3 separate regions of the Zea mays genome follow, and regions 2 and 3 are each linked to region 1. Evidence: chromatin contacts called from public Hi-C data. All regions are on one chromosome and are shown on one strand. The core of a region is the stretch at or near the end of the contact, and the rest is flanking DNA. Distances in the headings are between cores, read along the strand shown. Region 1 holds the start of LOC100383075. Region 2 holds the start of LOC100192938 (putative RING zinc finger domain superfamily protein). Region 3 holds the start of LOC100280674 (cyclin-A2).

The links. Hi-C and Micro-C count contacts between places; a contact is called where the count stands out from the background.
Region 2: a contact with region 1 is called in a Hi-C map of leaf, with 6 times the contacts expected there. The contact joins the promoter of LOC100192938 here to the promoter of LOC100383075 in region 1. A contact is called at or near these places in 5 of 25 Hi-C or Micro-C datasets (ear, leaf and tassel).
Region 3: a contact with region 1 is called in a Hi-C map of ear, with 4 times the contacts expected there. The contact joins the promoter of LOC100280674 here to the promoter of LOC100383075 in region 1. A contact is called at or near these places in 12 of 25 Hi-C or Micro-C datasets (ear, endosperm, leaf and 3 more).

Annotation. Positions count from the first base shown.
Region 1 is chr1:165,220,874-165,225,573 of Zm-B73-REFERENCE-NAM-5.0, forward strand. It overlaps LOC100383075, which reads right to left and starts at 2,644. Exons shown (of 4, transcript NM_001175746.1): 1 at 2,078-2,644; 2 at 621-757; 3 at 1-538. The coding sequence starts at 2,418.
Region 2 is chr1:165,029,840-165,034,539 of Zm-B73-REFERENCE-NAM-5.0, forward strand. It overlaps LOC100192938 (putative RING zinc finger domain superfamily protein), which reads right to left and starts at 2,713. Exons shown (of 3, transcript NM_001138119.2): 1 at 2,496-2,713; 2 at 1,559-1,785; 3 at 826-1,448. The coding sequence starts at 2,639. The coding sequence ends at 1,082.
Region 3 is chr1:165,415,144-165,419,843 of Zm-B73-REFERENCE-NAM-5.0, forward strand. It overlaps LOC100280674 (cyclin-A2), which reads left to right and starts at 2,317. Exons shown (of 7, transcript NM_001408116.1): 1 at 2,317-3,233; 2 at 3,335-3,567; 3 at 3,659-3,811; 4 at 3,929-3,986; 5 at 4,063-4,212; 6 at 4,306-4,440; 7 at 4,537-4,700. The coding sequence starts at 2,739. The coding sequence ends at 4,608. LOC103640487 reads right to left here and starts at 51. Exons shown (of 4, transcript XM_008663095.2): 1 at 1-51. The coding sequence starts at 51.

The DNA.
Region 1 (4,700 bases), core at 1,394-3,893:
TTTAAAATATCCAGTGCAGAATCAGATGTGTCGAAGAACAAAGCAACAGTTATAGTAGGCACAATTGCGAAGCTTCTGGTGATCAGTGCCCTGACCCATTTTTTTAACCTTAAATTCAGAAATCCGCCCATTATAAACTGCCCAGCATAAGTTCCTGTTATAGTACTACTCTGTCCAGCTGCTAAAAGCCCAATCCCCCAGATGTACAGTATAGGAAAAAATCCTCCACCAAACTTCTCTTGTAAATACTGTCCAGCATTTTCAAGACCAATATTACCGGCTTCCTTGCTTCCATAAAATCCTTTTGCAAAAACTGTTGTAACAAAGAGATTTATCATGAAGGAGACAACTAATGCTATTGTTGACTCTATTGAATAGTATCTCAATGCTTCACGGACTTGATATTCCTTATTTTGATCTATTTTCCTTGATTGCACTAGTGCTGAATGAAGAAACACATTGTGAGGCATGATTACACAGCCAACAACCCCAACCGCTTGCCTTATTGTCCTTGAGCTCAATTTTGGAACCAAAATACCTGAAATTACAAATTGTGTGGTCAGTGGATAAAGATACACAAGTCAAATTGCAGCATAAAAAAAAGTCAGTGAGATCCTTACCAATCAATAAGTCTTTCCCGTTGGGTTTAGTGTCTGTGAACATCCATGCAAATGAGACAGCCATAGTTGTAATTAGAAGTGCAAATACAGCTTCTAGTTTCCTCACCCCATAGTTTTCGAGCGAAAGAAAAATAAAGCTGACAAGAGGTAACATAAAGGTCAATGATGGTACAAATAAAAAAGTTTACTTAATTGTCATAACACACTTAATTGAAGACGATGTATTTAAGTATATCAAAGTAATACTGTCCAGGTGCAAAGCACAAGGAAGAAGTTAACACAGACCGCATTTGTTATTACGCTTAAAGAAATGCACTTGTAGTTGTTATCTTGCAAACATTTGGATAGATGTGTATGTCACTCTATAAGCCAAGTATCACAATCCAGAAAACTCTGGAACGGGATTGAAAAAAAATCTCACAACAAAGCCTCTCCAAGTTTTTTTAAGCAGTAAAAGGCCCAATGTCTCGGCAAAGTGTTGCATGAGCACTGAATACGAACAAAGAAGAAAGCAGATGGATGTCACATTCATGTAGTATTCTAATAGCTGCTGTTAAATAGCATCTGATTTCTAACCATCAGCAGCATCGCTCCATTGGAGAAAAGGGAGCACAACACACTAATTAACATAATCATACACACCTTTAGGACAAACAACAACAACAAAAAACAGTTGGCTATAAGACCAAAAAAAAATTAAGAGAAAGGAGCACCAATTATTTGGAGAGCGGAACCCAACATGGGAAGCCAAAGTGAATTGATAGAAAACATTCACATAATTGAGTACCAGTCGTTGGGAACTCTCAAAATATACTCTTTTGCTTGGAAAAGAATATTTGACACAGCTTGTTAACAAAAACTAACCGGTGGTTTAGGGTCTTATATAGAACAAATTAAGGGGGTGAAGCATACGGCATATTTGCATATAAAAATGAAAATTTGACCACCAATAACCTAAAGCAACGCCACGTGAATTTTTGGCACTCTTTTTCTGGTCCAAAAGTCAAAAAATGAAACGTGAAGGTTACAACCAGTGGTGAAATCATTTTTTATGCCCACTGTCAAAGCAGGTAAGTGTCTCCAAACTTCCTAGTATACCATAGCACACAATAAATTCGAAGTGGATGTGGATCAAGGGCTGCAAGTGCAACATCAATGGTGATTGGTAACTGAGACAACTAAAGTACAACCTCACCACACAAAAAATGAAACGTTCCTCGAAGTTGAGAAGGGCGGAAAACAATTATCCTCACACATTTCTAAGCAACTGAGATCTAATTTAGACTACTCTAGCAAGGATTAAACGAATTCCCCAATGCCGATCAAAGAGAAAGCGATGGTATGTTTTCCCCAAAAGAAAACGATTTTGAAACTATCGTGTGATCCAGTACCAATTGGCATGAAGAACTGGAAGATGGAAGAACAGATCAAGGAAGAAACAAAAACTGAGAACTGACCAATCCAAGGCGGTGATGACGACGCCGGCCCAGAGCGGCAGGTACCCGCGGCTGAGGATCTTGATGGCGATGGCGCTGCCGATGACCTCCTGGATGTCCGCGCCGACCATGGCGACCTCGGCCATGAGCCAGAGCGCGCGGCGCGCCCAGTCAGGGTACTCGTCGCGGCAGAGCTCGGCGAGGTGACGGCCTGTGGCGACGCCGAGGCGCGCGGCGAGGAGCTGCACGAGGAGGCCCATGGCGGTGGCCCACATGAGCAGCCACAGCAGCGTGTCCCCGGCGACGGCGCCCGCCTGGAGGTCGCCCTCGAGGTTGCCCGGGTCCAGGAACGCGATGCTCATGAGGAACCCGGGGCCCGTGAAGAGCCAGAGCTTCCGCCACGAGAAGGGCGGCGGTGACGACCCCGAGGACGAGCAGAGCTCCGCGCCGTCGCCATCGCCGTCGACGTCCTCCGGGTCCGGCCCGCCCGAGATGGACACGATGACCTTCTCAGCCGCCTCGTACGCGCGCTCCTCGAGATCCTCGTCGTCGTAGTCCGGCGCCGGGGCGGGGAGCAGCGCGCGCGCCTCCTCGACGGCCCTGGCCGCGGCCGCGGCGGAGGCGGAGTCCACGGCACCGTCGTCGGTGGCGGCCATCGAGATGCGTCGCGAGTTGGACCTTGGACCTGGACGACGCGGGCGGGGCGGGTAAGGCACGTGGTTGGCACGTGCCCGCCTCGGTTCAGCCGTTTCGGATGCTTTGCTTTTGGACCTGCTCTTCAAGTGATAATGCCTTTGTCCCTTCTCGGGACTCTCCAGCAGACTTCCTGTGCTACCGTATATCTCATCCTTTATTTTAAATTAACTATGTAAAGAACATCATTAATATAAAAAAATGGTTTGTATGTTTGTACATGCAAAATATTATTTGACATTATAGACATCACTATTTGCCGTTCTCGTTTACCAGAATTTAAATATATTTAATCTTTTTTATATAATGATACCTGTAATATCTAATTAATACTATTAAATAGATATTTAAATATATTTTATTATAAATTTACTTTTAAATATTACTGTTGAGCAATATTTATGATATCGAGTATGTTTGGACGGTCCGGTCCTGAGGCCCGGACGATTCGGCTCGCTGATGGTCCGCCCTATAGGCGCGAACGGTCCGCGAATAGATCGAATCAGCGGTTAAGACTCCTATCTTCTCGCGTGTTTGGCCCTCTAATCGCAGGAGCTATTGAAGAACGCTTCCCCTTATATATTTGAAGGGGTATGACCGATTGAAGGACCAACAATCGATCAATCAATCAATATACCTCTAGTTTTTTACATTTTACCCTAGTAGTAGACAGTAACTTATATCCCTCTCTATAGTCTTCACCTCTCTCTGGCTCTACGTCGTTTAGAGGCGTCTTAGGTGGCCTGCCAATCACAAGACAAACCTAGGATCTCTCCTCCCCGACAGGTCCCTCTCGGAAGCGAGATCCAGGTGTTGTTCGGTGAACTCTGTCGTCCCTGCGCACGCGCAGACTGTCCGGCTCGTCAAGCAGGAACCCTTGCCTCGGCGCCAGGTCGCGGACCATCCGGCCCTCGGTCACGAACCGTCCGCTCTTCCACAGAGAGCACCATCGCCGGTACTCATCGCAGTGATTGGCGTCCGGATCGGCGTCAACATACTTTTTGGCGACTCTGCTGGGGAAGTTGCGTCATATCGGCCCTCAATGACCGGTTCAAAAGATAGCTCTGATGTCCCCCCAGCAACATCATCGAGTCGACTTGGGAAACCTTGCCGGCCGAAAAACAACTGGAGTTCGAGGAGCACCAGGAGTAGCTGGTCAAGGAAGCAAAAGCAAAGTTCCAGGCCAAATTCAAAGTGGACAGGAACAACAAGGTCGTTCGATAATGGGAAAAGGCAGCTGGTCGACTGGTCAAATCTGGCCCAACCTTTGATCAATTATTATCTAAATATGTGAAAAAAGGTCGGTCCAAGTGACCGGTCACCAAAGCGACCTCGCTCACCTACTCATGAACATGCCAACAGGTAAGACAGGTTGGACCATCTGTAACACCCTAAATTTGGTGGTATAAAAATTTCTTCTCTAATGCCTACCAAATTCAGGTGTTACCTCTTGTTTCTCTCTCTCTAGATTTCTTTTCTCTCTTTTTTTCTCTCTCTCTAGATTTCTTTTCTCTCTTTTTTATTAGAATTAAGTCACTAGGTGAGCAATTAACTATTTATTTATTATATCAAAACCAATGTGAGTCATAAAATGTTGCATCATGCTAAGCCAACTTATTCTTTTGTTTTGATGCACATGTTTGAAATTGTTTGAATTTAAATTTGGTTTGAATTTGATTTGAAATCCATAGAGAAAATAAAAAAGAAAATCATTTAGAAAATCCCAGGAAAAAGAAAAACGAATTTCGTCAATTAAGCCCAACCTAGTCCAGATAGGCCGCACACGCGCGCCCGCTCCGCTTGACAGGTGGGTCCCATCTGTCAGCGACGGCCCACGTTCGCGCTCCCTCCCTCTCTCCCTCCCGCTGCCCGGTGGGGCTGGCTTGTCGGCGCCGGTTTCTTCGCGCGCGCGCCCGCTCTCTCTCTCTATCTATCTCTCTCTCTGCCCGGT
Region 2 (4,700 bases), core at 1,463-3,962, 190 kb before region 1:
GATTCTAGGGTTGTCTTGGGATCGGCAGGCCACCCAAGACGGATCTAGACGACGTAGAGTCGAATAGGGATGGAGGTGGATATGTGGAAGACTACAACTAGAACTATGCTACATCTACTCCTAGGGCAGGAAAAGTAAATAAGGTAATTGGTTCGATTGGAATATGTTCGGGGTTCTCAATCGGCCGTACCCCTTTATATTTATAGGGGAGTAGGTCTGGACCTTTTCCTAAGAGATAGCCAACAAACTCCCACGTGATTAGATGGATAACCACGTACGAGATAAGGATAACATCCGAGTTAATCTAATCTCGAGACACGCGGACCGTCCAGGCCCAACCGTCCGCTCATTTTGGTGTCCAACATAGTGGAGGAGAGTCGTCTGCAAAAATGGGCCGGGGATCGGGGTCACCACCAAAGAACTGCAGGATAAACTCAACAGGAATCAGTAATGGTAGAATTATGCAACAGAGTGATTTTAATTTTGGATGCTACTAAGGGGGTGTTTGGTTGCTCCTGCTAAAGTTTAGCCCGGGTCACATCAAACGTTTGACTTTTAAATAGGAGTATGAAATATAGACCCAACCAAATGGACTAGATTCGTCTCGTCTTTTAATTTTCGGCTGACAAATTAGTTTTATAATCCGACTACATTTAATAACCGGAACGGAGGTTCAAACATTCGATGGGACAGGGGCTAAATTTTAGCGGGGTGTAACCAAACACCCCCTAACACTCAACTTCTGTTTGCAAAATTAAATATCTAGTTCACAGAAAGCTGACTCTTTCAGTGTTATCTATCTTCTTCTAAAGTTGAGATCTTTTTAACGATACAGATCTAATTTTCCTGCGTACATTAGATTAGACACAACATACACACATATATCACACTGAATCGCTGAAGCCGCAAAGCTCAGTACTACCAGTCTACCTCAACGGGCAAAGGAAGAAGAAAAGAAAAAAAACCCATACTAGTGGAGTGGTTACAACAAGAGGTGAGCAGCGACACACGGTTAATAAAACCATCGTCATCCAGTTCCACACTTTCCATTCATTCATCCATCCTTCCTTCCTTCCTGCTGTTAGGAGCGAGCTCGCACGGTGGCCCGGCAGTAGGGGCAGTCGGCGCGGGACCGCAGCCAGCGCTGCAGGCAGGCGGAGTGGAAGACGTGCCCGCAGCGCAGCTGCGTGAGCCCGCCGCCGGCGCCGCACCTCTCCAGGCATATGGAGCAGTCAGAAGCTGCGTCCGCGGGCGCGGCTCGCCCGTCTTCTGCTTCCTGTACCGCGGAGGCCGCCGGTTTGGGGAACACAGGGATGGGTTCACGTTCACCGGGCTGGAACTGGAACTGGAAGCAGCTGGTTTGACCGCCGCCCGAAGAGGCGTCAACGACGGGGCGAGCGAGTCCTCCAGCTCCAGCCCAGAGTGTCTGCAGCGGCCATGTCTTGTGCCTGCAAGCAACGGACGAGAGCACACACAGCAAGCGTAGATGTAGATTGATGAGCGTGTTGCCAGATTTAATTACGTGCAGCTAATAAGAGTTTGGTTAACGCACGAGGACCTTCGTCCCGCCGCCAGGACCAGGTCCACGCTGCCGAGCCTCTGAAGGAGCCGTTCCCTGGCCTGCTGCACGGCGTCGGGAAGCCGGCCGTGGTCCGACCCCGACGTGCTGCGGTGGTGAAGCCCTGCGCTGGAGGCCGTGTGAAGAAGCCCTGCTGCCTTTCCGACTGGCCCCGGAGGCTTGGCTGCAGCAGCGTGATCCCTTTGGTGCCCTGGAACATCATGCTCCTGTGCAGCTAGATTCAGTAGCTAAACTACTGCCAAGCTTTGTTCGCAAATGTAGATGAATTGAAGGGAACACATCAACACACACACATGATAACACAAATTTGCCCATTCAAGTTTATACCAATTGTACAAGCCCACATCGTTTTTACACTCTCTTTTCTTTTGACTAATATTTTGAGAGGCTGCAATCATCCATGCCAGGGATTCATCCATGCTTTCTAACTTAGGATATCCTCTGTTTTTTTTTTTTGCCTGCTAGGTTCGCTACAATAATACTCTGCCTAGTTCGAGATGGACTATGAGCTAACTTCTCATTCAAGCGGTGCCGAATATTCCAGGACGCTGGTGGACTCCTCGATGCTCCTGAAGAACGAGGAGGCTAGGCCTAGGCCTTCATCGAAACCGAATTACTGATGGACTCCTCAACCATAAGGGTGTACAGTACAGTACACTAGACATCTGCATCCATCGGCAGCTCTGCTCCACCAAGAAAACACCAACCTTTTTTCTCCGTTACGGATACGATCTGCAGTCTGCTGGAAGACCGGAGTTTTGGAATCAAGAAGAAAACCCTCCGGTTTCTTCACTCGGGGAAAACGCAAAAGGCCGCGGCTTTAATTTACTTATTTATTTATGTAAGCAAACAAAACGGCAGGAGGTGAGAGGGAACGGAACGGCAGCGTGTTGTTGGGTACTCGGTCAGTACTCACCGGCTTCTGGTGAGAGGAGGAGAGGGAGCCGCTGCGGCGGCGGCGGCGGGGGCGGCGGGGGTCGGGAGGCTCGGGACCCGGGTCGTCAGGCGGCGCCGGCGCGGGGCGGCGCTGGAAGTAGACGAGCTTGGAGGCGATCGGCATGCAGGAGGGGCAGCTGAGAGCTGAGAGGGGAGAGGAGCCTAGCCGTGGCGAACTGTTACAGCTCCACCCCAGCTGCTTTCTTTCTCTCAGCTCTCAGCTCATATAGTGGCGTCGTCGGTCAGTGCTGAATTGCCTTTCTTGGTGTACTCCTTCGCGATGGGGGTTATTCAGGGGGTCAATCTTGTCGCTAATCTTGTTCGTAGAAAGCGACAGATATTTCGTGTCTGTTTTCTTTCCGTGCGCTGCAAGTGCGAGGTCAGACGGGAGAACTGTAGACGCGTGGAGGTGGACGGGAGAAAGGCAAATCCAGGGCGTCCAGCACATATTATGCAAATGGAACTGGCAAGAGCAACGTCATCAGTTACAGTTAGGCTTATTAAGCTGACGGTTACTTCAGGAGTTAATGCTACCCTCCTCTTTTTGCGCTTTTACTCCATCGGTGCTTTTGCTTGAAAAACACACACTCTCCGCATCGTACTCGCTCTCTCCCTCCAAAATTAAAATCCTTTTTTACCGTTTTAGTATATTTGTCTATATCCCTTATCACCCATACAAATGGAGACATAAAAATTTAGAGCTAAAACGACTTCTAGTTTAGAGCGGAGGGAGTACAATAGTATATGTCGAAGAGGAAATCTTCGGCCGGGTGGCGGAATGCACCCGCCCTAAATCCTAAGATGAGGAGGGACCTAAGCGTTTTGCTTGTCTGCTAAGCGATGAACGAATCATAAGAACACACAACAGTTTAGAGTGGTTCGGGCCGCCGGAGCATAATACCCTACTCCACTGTGTGATGTATTGAGCTCGGGAGCTTGTATGAACTTGTGAGCCTGAGATGGATCTAAGTGTGTCTGAGTCTTGTAACGTTGCGTGCCTCCCCTTTTATAGCTAAAGGGGGGCATGTACAAGGGTGCTGAGCCCCGACATGCGGGCCCAGGGACATAACAGATGTAACACTTGAAGCAACTAATGCTGGTCGCCAGTGCAATCTTCTTGTGCCCTGATATCTGCGGTCTACGTAGCATTGGCGTGCAGCGGAAGTTTCCCTAGCAACGTACGAGTGATGATGAGCACAGTGCACCTCGCAATACGGGCGTACTGCCTGCCAACGAAATTGACAGGCACGCCGCCTGCGGGACGGTCTGGTCGTCGCCTGCCAGCAGAGTGGACAGGGCACATTTAATGCTGAGGCGGCACATCGCTTGTCAGTGGAGTAGACAGGGTGCATTTAATGTTGAGGCGGCACATCACCTGCCAGTTTGACAGGCGACACGCCTCACCCGCAATAAATGCGCGCGGCCCAGAGGCCTTACGTCCGGCTCCGCCCGTTGGCTTACGTCACAGGCAGCTGGCCACGTGGCAGCATCGGGTCTCCGCCTGAGCGGGGAGCAGAGACGTACGCAATATGGTTCGGAAACGTGTCGGCTCCGGACCCCCGCCTGGCCTTGATTAAGGTCCGGGTACTCCTCCTAGAATCCCGGGAGCTTGTTGTGAGCGACTTGGGCCCCACACAGGGAGGTCCGGTTCCCGTCTCGGGGGTCCAGTTTATACTCGCGGAGGTCCTGGATCCTGCCCGGAGGTTCGGGCTGTGTATCCAGGGGTCCGACACTTTCCCGTGGGGGGCCGGACCCACTGTTGACACCATGGAGTATATTGTCTCCTCCGGCCACGTGGCGGCCCCAGTGCCGCCCATGTGGCGGGGTCAGCCGCTGTTTGCCACATGGCTAGAGGCAGCCGCATGGACTCCGCGCTTTCACACTGTAGTAAGGGGTACCCCTGATTCAGGGTACCGACAGTGGCCCCCGGGCCCGCCTTAGGGGAGGAAACGAGCCTGCAGGTGGGGCCAAAGCTTGATTGGCGATTGGCACGCTGCTTCTGTGCGCTTGCTGACACAATAACTGCCAGCTCGCCTCTGGTCACGCCAACTGTCACGCCTATCCCCGCGGCTGACTGACCCGTGGTCTCCGCACTTGATGGTTTTGCTGAGCCACGCGCGGGGTGCCTCGATGCCACTGCATTGGTTTTGAAAGTTCACCTTTTTTGTCCTTTGCGGCGGCCCTG
Region 3 (4,700 bases), core at 1,067-3,566, 190 kb after region 1:
TCTCTCCACAGGAGACGGATCGCAGGTACATTCCGGGTCCGCAGAAAACATGCGTGCGAATACAGAGTACGTGTGAGGATCATGGAGTACATATCTGCACATGCATGCATCCGTTTCACTTTATTTTACTGGCGTGCCAATAAGATCTCCTCCATATATGTCGTCCTGGCGATACGATGCTAGCTTATCTGCAACAGTTCACATCGTCTTTAGTGGCTTCCTGACAAGCTGCCGTTGTCTACTGTTCGTTAACGTGACGGTGATGCTATCTCGTGTTGCTTCAATATTGGTTGCATGCATCAACCAAAATCAAACAGTTATTAGGGGTTGTTTGCCACTACTTTAGGTTCGAGCTTCAGCGTGAAATTGTGGTGCATAATATAAATTTAAATATGTTTTAAAAAATATTTTTAATATAAATAAGAAACAAAATAGTTTTTGTAAATGTCATCTACAAGTTTACGACTTCAGCTTCACGGTAATCTAAAGCTCCTAATTATCTCCTTCATCAATTTTACTAGATTTTATGAAGCTGAAACGATCCTAAACAAAACTGTATCATAAATATCTTATTTTATTATATTCATTTAGCCAAACCCGAGATTCTTTAACTTTGTAAGAAAGTTCAAAGTGGCTTAAAGGTTTGTGACAAAAGGAGTAAGAACATGTTGTCCTCGCTTATGAATAGAGTTTATGCACGTACTATTGGGAAACTATTGTCCTAATCGGCTCAGCACTCATAGATAGTTTAAGACTAAATAGTGAAAGATATATCACCGTCGCTTTATAAATAAAAAGGACATCGTTGTCAGATTTTAGAACTATTTATCCCTACTAGCTAGAATACAACCTACCACTATACTATGTATCACCATTGGGTTCTATTGCCAACCCGTTATGATTCCCTCATTACCGGATCCGAAGTTTATTTTGAACACATGCTCATATCTCTCTCACTTGTTCTTCTCTCTCCATATTTTATATATGTCCTCTCTATCCTGCTCTCGACCAGCTAGTCTCCTCTCTCTAGATTCTGCAGTCAAGCTTCCAATCTACAAGCCTCTCCACTATCCTCATCCCCTTATCTCACTAGGGATGTGGGGGTTGGTCTAGCGCAAGGGCACAAGCGAGAAAGAGGATAGGTAGAGCTATCGGCGTGAGGGTATGAGGGCACGATGGAGATCCCCACCGAGCAACGATGTCTTCGCATCACTTGGCGAGGCGGGTGAAGACCTAGCTCCCGAATTATCGAAATAGTGACTCGACGAGGTGGGCAGCAACCTAGCCCCCGAGCTATCGAAGTAGTGACTCGATGAGGCGGGCAACAGCCTAGGCCCCAAGCTGTCAAAGTAGTGACTCGGCAAGGCCGGTGAGGCGGGCAGCAGCCCAGCCCCCGAGCTGTCAAAGTAGTGACTCGATGGGGCAGGTAGTGGTCTAGCCCCGAGCCATCGGAGTGGTCGGCGAGCTTGATGTTTGATCATGTAACTTTGAGCATTGAACTTTGAAGATCCTTTTATGACTTACTTATGACCTGCATGTAGTTAAGGATATTTTTATGGCATGAAAAAAATGTAGGAAAATTGCTATGCAAGAAGGAGATTTGTTTGAGTTATGACGTAATAATTGAGTATGTGCTGTGGAGGCACAGCGAGAGTGTGTAACGCTGTTTATGAGAGCGAGAATTGTGTCTACACAAGTTTACTATTGTGTTTGGGGAAAAAATAAATATGAAAAAAGAAATATGGGTTAAAGGTTAATTGGATTGTTGCTGTTACATCTATCTTGATCAGACAACTAAAGTATCTTAGATAGATGAAGAATTACGAGGCCGAAGCACTGGTCCTCTCGTCAGGGAGGCGCTAGGGCCCAGGCTGGTGGCCAGGTAGCCTCGAGCCCACGGGGAACGTTGCCAGCTGGGAAAAAAATTTGGTGCAGCACTGCTGCAAACCAGAGTGGTTTGCAGCCTCTCACAAAAAGGTGGATGGACCCCACCTGCAGATCCACCAGATAACATTTTTGTTGCTGCGGGTGGGGTCTATCCTCTTTTTTGTGAGAAGCTGCAAACACTCTGATTTGCAGCAGTGCTGCACCAAATTTTTTTCCGCCAGCTGCTCTGCTCCTGTTCGTGCTCGGCCGGACTGCTCGTGCGCCGGCGACCGGGCGAGGCGTACGGGCTCCTACCGCCCGCTGGGCCACGTGGGCTCCCAAAAGGCCAAAGTGGCAGGACATTGTGGTGGCCCGCGCCTCGGATTTTCGGAAATATTTTTTCGCTAGCCGTCCCGCCTAATCACACACTGGCACACATTGACAGACCACCGTCAGGGCTGTCAGATGCTCTCGGTCCCCTCCCCCCCCCCCCCCCCCCCCCCCCACCACACACAAAATTTTAATCCCAGGGGCCGCGAAGGAAAAGAAAAAAAAACTGGTCCCCTCCGCCCTCCGCCGTACCACCGCGCCTCCGCATTTCGCATCAAGCCAGAGCGGGGGCAGAGGCGCCTCTCCCGCCGGAGACCCGAGCGAGAACCGCCGCTTCCCCCTCCTTCTCCTCATTTTGAAATCGCGTTTTGGCGGCCTATCTCCTCCGCACCGCGCACCATCTCTCCTCCGCTGCAACGCTACTTAACCGCCTCGATTTGCTCCCCATTTCCCCGTCCAGCCTAGATAGACCTGAGCCGAAACCCTAGGACCCCGCGCCTCCGCTTCCGCTTCCCCCTCTCCCGCAGCTGACGAGGCCGACGATGGGGGACAAGGAGAACGCACCTCCCTTGGGGGCCCGGGGCGCGGCGGCGCCCCGGCTCACGCGGGCCGCGGCCAAGCGAGCTGCGGCGGCGGCGGCGGCGGCGGAGGGTCCGGGCGACGCCAAGCGGCGGCGGGTGGCGCTCGGGGAGCTCCCGGCGCTCGCCAACAACGCCGGCCTCCGCGCGCCGTCCTGCCCCGTCAAGCCCTCGAAGCCTGCGTCCAGGCCCGGGAGGCACGCGAGGAATGTTGCGCCGGAGGCCCGCGGGCCCTCCTCCGCCCACGAGGCCGAGCGCTGCGCGTCCTCCCCGCCGCGCACCGCCGACGCCGACGCCGAGTCTAACTCCGTCTCCAACCCCGCGCCGCGCGCCACCGCCTACGCCGACTCCTGCGCTTCCTCCTCGCCGCCGCGCGCCGCCGCCGCCGGGGCGCCCGCCGACCCCCAGCTCTGCGGGTCCTACGCCTCCGACATCTACACCTACCTCCGCTCCCTGGAGGTACTCAGCTCCGTTCTTCTCCAACCCCTGGCATCTCCGCGGATTCGACATCTGCGCCGATCTGACGCTGGCTTGCTACGGATTTGGGGCTGCGGGTGCAGGTGGAGCCGCAGCGGCGGTCCAGACCCGATTACATCGAGGCGGTGCAGGCGGACGTTACGGCGCACATGCGCGGCATCCTCGTCGACTGGCTGGTCGAGGTCGCCGAGGAGTATAAGCTCGTCGCCGACACCCTGTACCTCGCCATCTCCTATGTGGATCGCTTCCTCTCCGTCAATGCGCTCGGCCGCGACAAGCTGCAGCTCCTTGGCGTCGCCTCCATGCTCATTGCTGCGTAAGTGCCACTTGCCATCCGCATTGTGTCATTTGCTTCTAATTCTAGGGCATTGCACAATTGGGGATTGATTTGGGTCCGGCGCTCACAGGAAGTATGAGGAGATCAGCCCGCCGCACCCGGAGGACTTTTGCTACATCACAGACAACACCTACACCAAAGAGGAGCTCCTCAAGATGGAGAGCGATATACTCAAGCTTCTCAAGTTCGAGTTGGGCAATCCTACCATTAAGACCTTCCTGAGGTGGCACGCTCACTGACCCACAAGTTCATAATTTCATGTAATTGCTTATTTCCATTTGACAGTGTTGGCTAATGGGTTATCTGCTACCACATATCTCTTTTGTTTTGCTGATTTCAGGCGGTTCACAAGATCTGCCCATGAAGACAAGAAGGTTGCTAACCCATTCTTATTTATGGTATCCAATTCTAACTGTTCTCTCTTCTTTCAACGTGCATTGATGTCTGATGTTTTTTTTTGCATCCCTGTTGCAGCGCTCCATCTTGTTAATGGAATTCTTGGGGAGCTACCTGGCTGAGTTGAGTCTACTGGATTATGGCTGTCTCCGATTCTTGCCATCAGTAGTTGCTGCTTCAGTTATGTTCGTTGCTAGGCTGACCATTGATCCAAATGCCAATCCTTGGGTAAGGAACCGAAGGATCTTATTGATGCATGCAAAGGACCGCCCTGTTTCTCAAAGCTCATTTATCCTGCATTTTTATATGTAATTATTATAGAACATGAAGCTGCAGAAGACGACAGGCTACAAAGTTTCTGAACTCAAGGATTGCATCGTAGCCATACGTGACTTGCAGCTCAACAGGAAATTTCCATCATTAACGGCAATTCGAGACAAGTACAAGCAACACAAGGTATACACACCTCCTAAAGTCTAGTGGTCTTCCTTATATATGAATGTTAATGTCGTAATGGCACTATGATGCTAACCCTGCAATCATTTGGAACAGTTCAAATGTGTGTCAACGCTTCTTCCCCCTGTTGTGGTCCCTACTTCATACTTTGAAGACTTAGCTGAGTAGCTGCTCTTGGACTGCACCACTGTGAGGCTAACAATCTGAGCTCTCCTTGAGCTCTTAGGGACGGGAGAATAACTGTGTTATGAGCTTCTTCT